Regions from separate parts of the Mus musculus genome. Here all the other regions are linked to region 1. The links are chromatin contacts, called in public HiChIP or PLAC-seq and promoter capture Hi-C maps. All regions are on one chromosome and are shown on one strand. The core of a region is the stretch at or near the end of the contact, and the rest is flanking DNA. Distances in the headings are between cores, read along the strand shown. Region 1 holds the start of Ntsr2 (neurotensin receptor 2). Region 2 has its middle 40 kb from the start of Gm40287. Region 3 overlaps Gm40287 (a long non-coding RNA gene).

The links. Promoter capture Hi-C pulls out the DNA fragments that hold promoters and counts their contacts. HiChIP or PLAC-seq counts read pairs in DNA pulled down with a chosen protein or histone mark.
Region 2: a contact with region 1 is called in an H3K27ac HiChIP or PLAC-seq map of stem cell-derived neural progenitor cells, with 5 times the contacts expected there. The contact joins the enhancer-like site here to the promoter of Ntsr2 in region 1. A contact is called at or near these places in 1 of 39 promoter capture datasets (liver), 1 of 484 Hi-C or Micro-C datasets (brown adipocytes), 2 of 115 datasets of contacts at active chromatin or transcription factors (embryonic stem cells and stem cell-derived neural progenitor cells) and 1 of 9 other capture datasets (liver).
Region 3: a promoter capture Hi-C map of the 3T3-L1 cell line shows a contact between it and region 1, with 9 times the contacts expected there. The contact joins the enhancer-like site here to the promoter of Ntsr2 in region 1. A contact is called at or near these places in 5 of 39 promoter capture datasets (the 3T3-L1 cell line, 3T3-L1-derived adipocytes, hippocampal neurons and 2 more), 1 of 15 datasets of contacts at CTCF or cohesin (the NIH/3T3 cell line), 1 of 484 Hi-C or Micro-C datasets (embryonic fibroblasts) and 1 of 115 datasets of contacts at active chromatin or transcription factors (astrocytes).

What each region holds. Positions count from the first base shown.
Region 1 is chr12:16,651,912-16,655,058 of GRCm38.p6, reverse strand. Ntsr2 (neurotensin receptor 2) reads right to left here and starts at 1,589. Exons shown (of 4, transcript NM_008747.2): 1 at 936-1,589. The coding sequence starts at 1,559. It also overlaps a transcript of Lpin1 not described here.
Region 2 is chr12:15,564,835-15,567,981 of GRCm38.p6, reverse strand. No RefSeq gene overlaps it. Among named protein-coding and RNA genes, the nearest start is that of Gm40287, 40 kb to the left of the region's middle. Within about 2 kb of position 1,696, at least 93 of the 459 cell types and tissues checked have an H3K27ac peak or open chromatin away from gene starts, as enhancers often do. A contact at or near this core is called in stem cell-derived neural progenitor cells, where this site is marked.
Region 3 is chr12:15,616,105-15,619,251 of GRCm38.p6, reverse strand. The region is part of intron 1 of Gm40287 (a long non-coding RNA gene); the gene reads right to left. Among named protein-coding and RNA genes, the nearest start is that of Gm40287, 11 kb to the right of the region's middle. Within about 2 kb of position 1,646, at least 58 of the 459 cell types and tissues checked have an H3K27ac peak or open chromatin away from gene starts, as enhancers often do. A contact at or near this core is called in the NIH/3T3 cell line, where this site is marked.

The sequences.
Region 1 (3,147 bases), core at 340-2,839:
TAGGGAAAAGGCAGCCCCGTAGGACATGGTTAAACATGGGCACAATTGGCTCTTTCCATGGTTTCTCTTGGGTGAAGAGGGAGGTGGTAAGTGAAGGACGGATGAATAGGTCCTAGACTCCTCCCTTCCTGCCCACCAGACCCAGATGATACACACAGGATGGTGCAGAGAAAAGGAGCTTTATGCCAGGCACCGCAGCCTTGTACTGTGGCAAGAGAATAGGGTGGAGAGAAAGAGGTATCAAGATTAATATGAAAGAAACCAATGGCAGAGAAAGGCTGGGGACCCTCACCAACAGCTACACATAAGAGACAAAACAGTAGAAAAAGCTCATGGATTATAAATGTGGGAGAAGGCAGGTGCTGTGCAAATGGCACATACTCTACTCCTGGCCAGTGCCCTTGAGCTTCTAACAGCTCCCTCCTCTTCTGCTCTGTATCCACTTCAGTTGTGCAAGTGTTTTTCTTCCTGACAAACCCTTCTGTTCTACCACCATATGTGTGCCCCTAGTCTAATCCATTGTTCTGGCACACCCGGACTTGAAAATCTCAAGCAATAGCTGCAAGACTCCAGTCCACACCTGGCCAGGAATTCAATGCAGAAGATATGATGGTCCAGTCATCTATGCAGCCCCTAATCCCACACATGTCCTGATGCACCAGCCAGCATGCCTTTCTGCACTTTCACATGTTTACCCTTCCAGATCCTCTGTGTGCTCACGGGTAGTGAAGGGATGCTGCTTGCACCCTTCCTTGGTCCTTTGAATATCTGGGAAGGACCCTGGAGGAGTTGCTTTAGTTTCTTTCACTACCCCAGTGTGTGTGTGTGTGTGTGTGTGTGTGTGTGTGTGTGTGTGTGTGTGTGTGTGTGTGTTAAAGGCTAACTGTAGGACATAGGTTTCCCCTTCTACTGTACCCCACTCCCCACTCCCTTACCTGGATGAAGACCTGGAGCGTGGCGCGACTTACTAGCACCGTGCACACACGCGAGGCAGGCTCAGGCTCCCCGTCGGCCCTCTCCATTTCGTGCTTCTGTCCCATGATAACCGCCATGGGCAGGGCAAGGCCCAGAGAGGCGACCCAGACTAGTGACAGCAGGCGGCGGGTGCGGCGCGGGGTGAGCAGGCGGCGGGCGCGCAGCGGCTGGCACACGGCCAGGCAGCGCTCTGCGCTCAGGCTGGCCACGCTCAGCACCGTGGCGTAGGCGCACAGCTCACGCACGAAGTAATAGCCACGACAGCCGAGATCGCCGAAGACCCAGGGGTAGTGGGACCACACGAAGTTGTAGAGCTCCATGGGCACGCTGATCAGCAGTAGCAGCAGGGCTGACAGTGCCAGGCTGAGCACGTGGTAGCGCAGGCGCCCGGGGCGACCCGCCCGCGCCTTCAGCACCACGTGCACGGACAGCGCATTGCCGGCTGTGCCAAGCGCGAAGATGAGCGAATAGAGCGCGGTGAACAGCACCTTGGCCCAGAGGCGAGTGTCCACGCCCAGCCGCGCCTCCAGGCTCAGCCCTGCACTGGGGCTGGGCCTCGGGGGCCACAGGCTGCTGGTCTCCATCTCTGTCTCGTGGTGGCCTGATCTCCCTCCCTCTCACTGCCCAGAGCCTGGGCTAGCTGCCCGGGGAGCCAGCACCACCTCCTTTCTGGGAACCTCCAAAACTGGGAGGACACGCCTCTGGAGGGAGTTCCAGAATCAGTCTTCAATCTTTCTGCCATTTGGCTCATCCAGAAAAGCACGTGTTGGTGGAAGAAGGTGGGGGAGGACATCCTTTGAGGTTCACCTGGATGGCATTGCTGGTAAGCCATGTGACCCGTGGGTAGGTTTTTAAAAGCCCTCTGTCCCCACCCCATTGCTTTTCAACTTTAAAATACTACCCATGCTGCAGAATTTCTCTAGGGATCAAATGAGTTAATTGGCAGGCAGATGCTCAAGCTACAGTACAGACAGACAGACACAATTTGAACTTCGCAACATCCCTCACCCCCGTCTGTTTGTTGTCATTTCTATGAGCAATCTGAGAAAGAGACAGCTCAGAGAAGGCTTTGCCAGGCTTCAGCAACTTTGCTCTCATTAACCTGGCTGCCTCTGTGTGATGGTTTGTATGTGCTTGGCCCAGGGAGTGGCACTATTAGAAGGCGTGGCCTTAGCCGGGCATGGTGGCATACACCTTTAATCCCAGTACTTGGGAGGCAGACGAATTTCTGAGTTCGATGCCAGTCTGGTCTACAGAGTGAGTTCCAGGACAGCCAACCCTGTCTCAGAAAAACAAAAAACAAAAAACAAAAAACAAAAAACAAAAAAAGGCATAGCCTTGTTGGAGTAGGTTTGTCACTGTGCGTGTGGGCTATAAGACCCTCATCTTAGCTGCCTGGAGGTTAGTCTTCTCATAGCAGCCTTCAGATGAAGATGTAAAACTCTCAGCTCTGCCTGTACCATGCCTGCCTGGATGCTGCCATGCTCCTGACTTGATAATAATGGACTAAACATCTGAACCTGTAAGCCAGCCCCAATTAAAAGTTGTCTTTATAAGAGTTGCCTTGGTCATGGTGTCTGTTCACAGCAGTACAACCCTAACTATGACACTCTGTCGCAGTAATAACCTCAAGAAGGTGGCCAGTGCACGCACCCTCCTGGTATCACACTGTCCCAGGATGTCACCCTCAGAGCAGAGGGACGAGTGTGTGTTAAATCTGTTAAACTGTGCGTATTTGTGAGCTCATGAAGAAATGAGAACTCTGGAGCTGGAAGACTTTTTGGATACCCATCTTCCTGTTCAGAGGAGGTCTAGTGTCTACTGGGGACAGAATTAGATTGACACCCATACCTCCGGATTCTGTTTTTCCAACCTCACAGGTTGTATGGCCCAGTGACAATCAGTTTCATCTTCTTCCAGATCCATATCCACAATGAAACTGAGATTTATTCTCCTTCTATATGGGAAGGCTTCTGAGGTGGGGAATGGACGGGGAACAACACGCACTCCATGCCTTTATCTCCAAACCAGAGTTGGAGAGATGAGCACGCAGGCAGATACAGAGAAGCACAGCGTTGCGGAGCAGAACCAAAGCCTCTCTTCCCTGAAGATGCTCTTGTCAGGTTTGTCTGAGCATCCCTGAAAGTAGCTAATACAATGCGCTTGCTCAGC
Region 2 (3,147 bases), core at 447-2,946, 1.1 Mb after region 1:
AAGGTCATAACATTGTTGCCGAAACCCAGGACGGCCTATAGCTCGGGAACCTTGGATAAGTCATTGTCCTTGCTGTGTTTGAGGTTCCTAGTTCAAAAAATGGGGTTGGGAAGATGGGCTGAGGATGAAGCATGCACAAGTCCTTGGGTTTGTCAACCTTCACATGTGAAAAGCTCTGGTTGGATCCCCTACATTGTAAAACAACAACAAAAGAAAGAGAAGGAAGGGAAAATTTACCCAGGTTGAAATCCTTTTAGAGAACTCTGAAATGGGTCTGGAGGAATGGCTCAGTGGTTAGGAACACATCCTTTCAAAAACCTGAGAGTTTCTTTTCCAGAAGCCAGACAAGTGGCTCACAGCAACTCTACCTTCAGCTCCAGGGTACCTGAAATGTTCTTCTGTCCTCTGTGGGCAGCTAGCTACACATATATGTCAGATACTTACATAGACAAAGACATAGATTTAAATAAAAATAAGACAAATAAATATTTTTAAATCATTTAAAAGCCCCCTTTCAACACGCTCCTCTAGGCAGTACTAATTGAATTTAGTGATTATGTATGACAAGATGAAGTTTAACGGTTTCTATTTTTGCAGAAATGGAAGCTAGAGGAAGAAAGAGAGCCTAGATATGGCCATAATTAATTGCTTATGTCTATGAAATTCTCTGAAATAAAATATTTTAAATCCTTAAGATTTTATTAATACATTTAATACTTGCTACAACTTCAGAGCCAAGCTATAGGGACGCTGTTTTTGGATATTGTTAGAATTTGAGCTCTAATTTTAGGAAGTCACCACTAGCCTGCTGTGAAAGCAAACAAACCTGCAGTAGGATTCCAAGCTGTTTTCCTGCTATGATGAATCTGATGAAATGGAGCTTCAAGGAAAATGTACATTTTACATTTCCCCACTCTTGATAAAAGGTCACCGTGACCTCTATTTTTCTTCTTAGAGACTGATAAAGTGGCATAACAACTTTCCAGAACAGGTAAAACCACAGTGATCAGCAGAGAGTCTCTCAGGACATGGCAATCAGGTGCCCCTTAGGCACTGTGGCAATTCTGCATCCATAAATCTCCACAGCACCTGCTCTGTAGTAGACTTTTCAGTAAACGCTGTGTTATAGGGTCATAAAACCACAGTATAAAGTTTGGAGCGATTAAGAAGAAAAAGCTTTCCCAGCGATGCCTACCACACTCCACTTAGCAACAGACGTTTGTCCTGGAGAGAAGCATGAATGTCCCCTTCAGTCCCCTCCCTCCTCATGGGGTCTGATGCAGCTGCAGATGCCTCTGGCTGCTCCCTGCCCCTTCTTACACTGCTGCATTGCTCTGAACTAGGCCTTTGTTCTTGCAAGGGAATCAAAGGGAACTTGGAATTGAACTTGCGGATGCTTGCTGGCAGGAGGGAGAAAGAGGAGAGCCTGGGATTTTGGATAGTTTATGTGACCCTTATTTCCTACCCACCCTCCACACTCAACTCAATTAATCTCAAGTTGAAACAGATTTATTTATATTTTCCAGAACATTCTAGCGATGTTGTCTTCATTTGGGCCAGTTTCTAAGTGTTTTCTTTCCTTTTGTTTGAAAAGAAACATGAGACTGGTCCCTATTAAAAAGGAAGAAAGCATCATGGATATCCAGCTTCCCTCCAGCTACCCTGAATCTGAGCAGACTGCATGACTCATCTTTCCTAGAAACACAACAATGAGGTCATCCTGTCTGCTTCCTTCCCACTCTGAGTACAGTTGAATTGGGTTCCTCTGTTCTCAGAGGGTTTTTTTTTTTTTTTGAAAAGCCCTCTGCTTGTTAAAATGCCTGAGTTTTGTTATATAATTGGAGTGCAGCAAGAAAGAACACTAGCAGTGATTGGCATTTTTTTTTTCACTCATCTCAATTCTCATCTACAAAACTAAAATTGTGTAAGTGGTAGGAAAAAAAGTTATATCTCAATATTGTTTTGTTATTTTTCTCTTGTCCTGGAAGCTCACCACTTTCACAGACAGTTACATGTACATTGAACAACTCCCCTAGACTAGGTTCATTTGCAGAAAACTAAAATCTGATGCTTGTTGCCAGCCACAATTTTGCCCTCTACCATGCCCGTCTCTTTTTCGATCATTATCATGTGACGGACCATCCTCCGCTCTATGTCTGGGTCTGTCAGATATGGTTCTTGACACTTTAAATGCTTAGTTGTGCTGATTGATTAATAAGTTAGGCTGAACTCCAAATAAATTTAAATATCTGGCTACATATTCCTGTAAGTAGATATTCACTAAGCTGACAAGTTGCCATCATAGAGTAAAGAAAATACCTGGACAAATACACTGTCTGGAACCCATCAGATAGTCTGGTATCGTTATTATACAACCAGAATCTAGGCTATGCTTATTTTTTTTTAAGTAATTATAGTTTTCAAAATTTCTGACTCTGTTGCTGAAAATGTTGCTAAGGTCAAGACACTAATTCATGCATAATTAAATTATGCAATCATCATGTCCCCACTTGGCATTGATTGTCTGCAAATAGAATAGTCTAGGAGAAGAGAAAGGACTACCTGGAAGTAGAAGAGACAGGGAAGCAGAGGAGAGTACTGGTCTACTTAGGGAATACACTCAAAGTATAGTATGTCCTTGTATTAAAAAATAGCACACTGTATCTGTATTAAACCTGTAAAAAGTTGAAGGAGAATATTATAAAAAATTGTATTTTTGTCTATTTTACAATTTGTATATATCTAAGATATTAATGTTCAAAGATTAGCTTATAAGACCTCTCAACTTCCTTTGAAATAGAATAAAATGCATTTCCTACTGCATCAAAAATAAATTTAAGAAACAAACAGATGAAAGGAAAATACAGAGAGATAGCATAAGATACCATAGGAGTTCTAGGTGTTTTATATGGAATAGACATTATAGTTTTCCATTTGGGTTGAAGGTACTATAGGTACTTTCCAGACAGACATTAAAAGCACAACATCCCAGAATTTACAGCTAAAATAAGACTCTAGATGTGTAAAGAATCTTGTTCTCACAGCTAGCAATGCTTGAATTGTAAGTAGGTCTTGTCTGTCATTAGCTGGACCCTGGTCTGAGCAGGTTCACAATGCAGAATGATTTCTTGGATTGAAGTGAAGAGA
Region 3 (3,147 bases), core at 397-2,896, 1.0 Mb after region 1:
GAATGCCAAATGAACTCAATACAAGAGAGAAATTATTTTTAATAGTTCTGTACTTAATAGCAATGTGATTAGTTAACTATAGACAATGGGCAGACTATTATATCTCTGTAAATATCTAAAAGGAGAGGTTGAATGTTCAATTCTAGGTAAAGTTTTGAAGGGACACGCTTATGTCTGCTGAAGGATATAACTCTATGTGATGTAAAGTCACTTCATGTTTGTATCATGTTGTATATCTTGCATCTAATATATAGTGATACCATGTGAACCTTCTCTACTCACAATGCTTTCAAGAATTATTAAAACTACCAGAACATTAGTTTGATAACAATTTTTAGCTTTAGTTTTTTCTTCTGTTTTTGAGCTTCTTCCCTGTTTCATATTGGACATGTGAAGAGAGCAAATAATACAAGAGATCTCAGTTTTGAGACCTATATATGCTATATAATGAGTTGATGTATTAGTTATCTTTATGTGTCACCGTGATAGAATATCCAAGAGACACAACTTACAATGAGGAATTATTTACTTGGCTTACAATTTCAAAGATTCCAATTCATAGTTGCTTGGCTGTGTTGCTATTGGTCTAGGGTACCATGGTGCATGACAACTGTGAGAGATGGCAGCAGAAATCTGCTATGCTTTATATAATCTGAAAGGGAATGGTTAGAGGAAGAGTCCAGGCCTCTAATATCTATATCCTTCAAGGCATTCCTCTGTGACTTAACTACCTCCATAAAGATTTTACCTCTGAATGTGTTACCACCTCCAATAGGTCCATGGGGATCAAGGTTTTCACACATCAGCCTTTGGAGGATATTTCACATCCAAAATTATATTAATCAGGAGGTAGAGATGCAAAGATCAGAGAATTGGGGAATGGAAAGGCACAGAATGAGACCAGTGACACAGAACCACGTGTTTCTCATTTGAACAAGGCATGGCACAATCCCTGGTGTTGAGAATGAGATATGAACCCATCCCCTTCTCCTTCCCACTCTCTGTCCTCATATTAAGCATGTGCTAGACTGTTTTCATTTGACAATATGAGAACTTGGCCTCTTGGGCAACAATGTGGGAGGATCCATTTGCCTTGATGAACACTGCATTAGAAGATAGAAATGGTCAGAAAACACTACATTTTTTGAACAAATTCACGAATGTTTAGAGGTGGAGGTGGAGGTATTTCCATATACTCCCATGGACTAAAATGAATACAAATTACCAATGGACATTCTAATGGGAAACCAGACTGATAAGGAGTATGACTCTCAGCTAGCTGTGAGATTTAAATGCATATTGGGACTTGTAAACAGGCTAGATCTTTTGTGTTTAAATAGCAAGAAGTAGGTCAGTCTTGGTCATTAGATATTCTTATAATATAATATGGTTAGTAATAAGGACCATGTGAATCTACATTAGACCCAGAAAACAGATCTCTGATCCCCAATTGCAATAGTTACTCACTTGGGATGCAGACTTAGAAACAACCGGAAATTCTATTAAAAGAGGCATTTAAAAAGGGGACCATTCCCCAAGAGCACATTTTCTAATCATCTTGGCTGTCCCTTTTAGGCTCAGTAAAACAAACTCATGCAGTGTAAGTATGTTCAGCAATTGGGCCTGTTCCCAGGTTGTGAGACATTCAGCAAAAATCCAGAGTTATTATTAGATCTGCACGCAGGCTTTTGTCAAAAGGCCTCTTGAACTGTTAGGAAATCAGAGTGCAAATTGATAATGACACACTACACATCTCTGGCCTGGCAGCTCCCTCAAGGCTGCTGAGATACCCCAGGACCAGCTTCCATGGTTTCATGCCAGCAGCCTGCTGCTCAACACTTGTCCCTTCCCTAAGCCAGTGTGACAACTGCATTCTTCTCTTGCCTAGAAGAGGCAAAAGGAGATGGATTAAGGAGGATGTTTGAACTGAGACTATTAATTTCCTTTTAGTGTGCATTCAAGTCAGAGCCCTTTATAAGAGAACCTTTTGTGGTTTCATAAAATTACAACGTTGGCTATTCGGCTGCCTTTCCCAAAGCACAAATTTGGATTCTAAAGAAAACGTACATACTTTGTATGAAGAAAAGAGGGGGGGGGGGAGTGAGTATGCAGTTATCTTAAATATATTCATTTATGTAATCATTCTGTTACCACAGAAACAATTACAATATTAGCTTTTTATTAATAAAGGAGATCATAAAAACACAGTGTTCATAAAACTTATAAGGCTTCTTTGATAGTTTTATGAAAAATAATAGTAAAAAATAACTTTCCCTTATAATGTATAAGTGATTAAAATGCTTTTATAAGCTTTCAGTTTAAAACATAACATTGTCCTTTTGCTACTATAGTTACAGTACGTTTTCATGGGTCAGGGTTGGCCAAGAGATCCAGGAATGTGTGTGATGTCTCCCAGAGAAAGTGGGAAAAGATTCCTAAATGCCTTATCTTAACATACCAGATTCCAACAGCACCCTTCAAGGGAGCTTGGAAGCCATGTTAATGGAAGACTGCTCACAAATGGCAAAGCTATTTTAGACTCAGAGAGCCCACAAAAGCTCTGCTACTTAACACATAGTAGGAAATTCATTTTCTGAAGGAATTCTTAGACATGTCACCTGAGAGAAAGAGAACATTTCACTTAGTCTAATGAAGACAGAAAATCAAACTCAATCTCAGAGCCATTGCATATGGGCAGCTTGGTCAATCTCAGTGCCATTGCGTATGAGCAGCTTGGGTTTTAGACCATCCCATGTTCAGGAATAGACTGCCAACCTGGGACGCAGCAATCATAGGAACACTTATGTTATCTACCACCCTGCCTCTTAGCTTTATGTGCTGTGTGTTATTAACCCACCTTCTTGCCTTCTAATTTGTTTTCTCTCTTAGGTCAATGGTTGTCCAGCACTACAATGCAGCTTTCAAAGCCTGTGCACTGGCAACTCTTACCTAGATTGACTACTTCATTCATGACAATGTATGTGGCTAAGCTGAATGTTTTAAACGAGTTTGGCCATGATACAAATGAAGCTACCTTAAAGCTTCTGAGATGCTGATGGAGATATGGACGAACTGGACTCTTCTAAACATGTGGATCCATGTAAAATGTCAGTAGAAGGACCTGAGTCCCTCCCTCTATAATATATG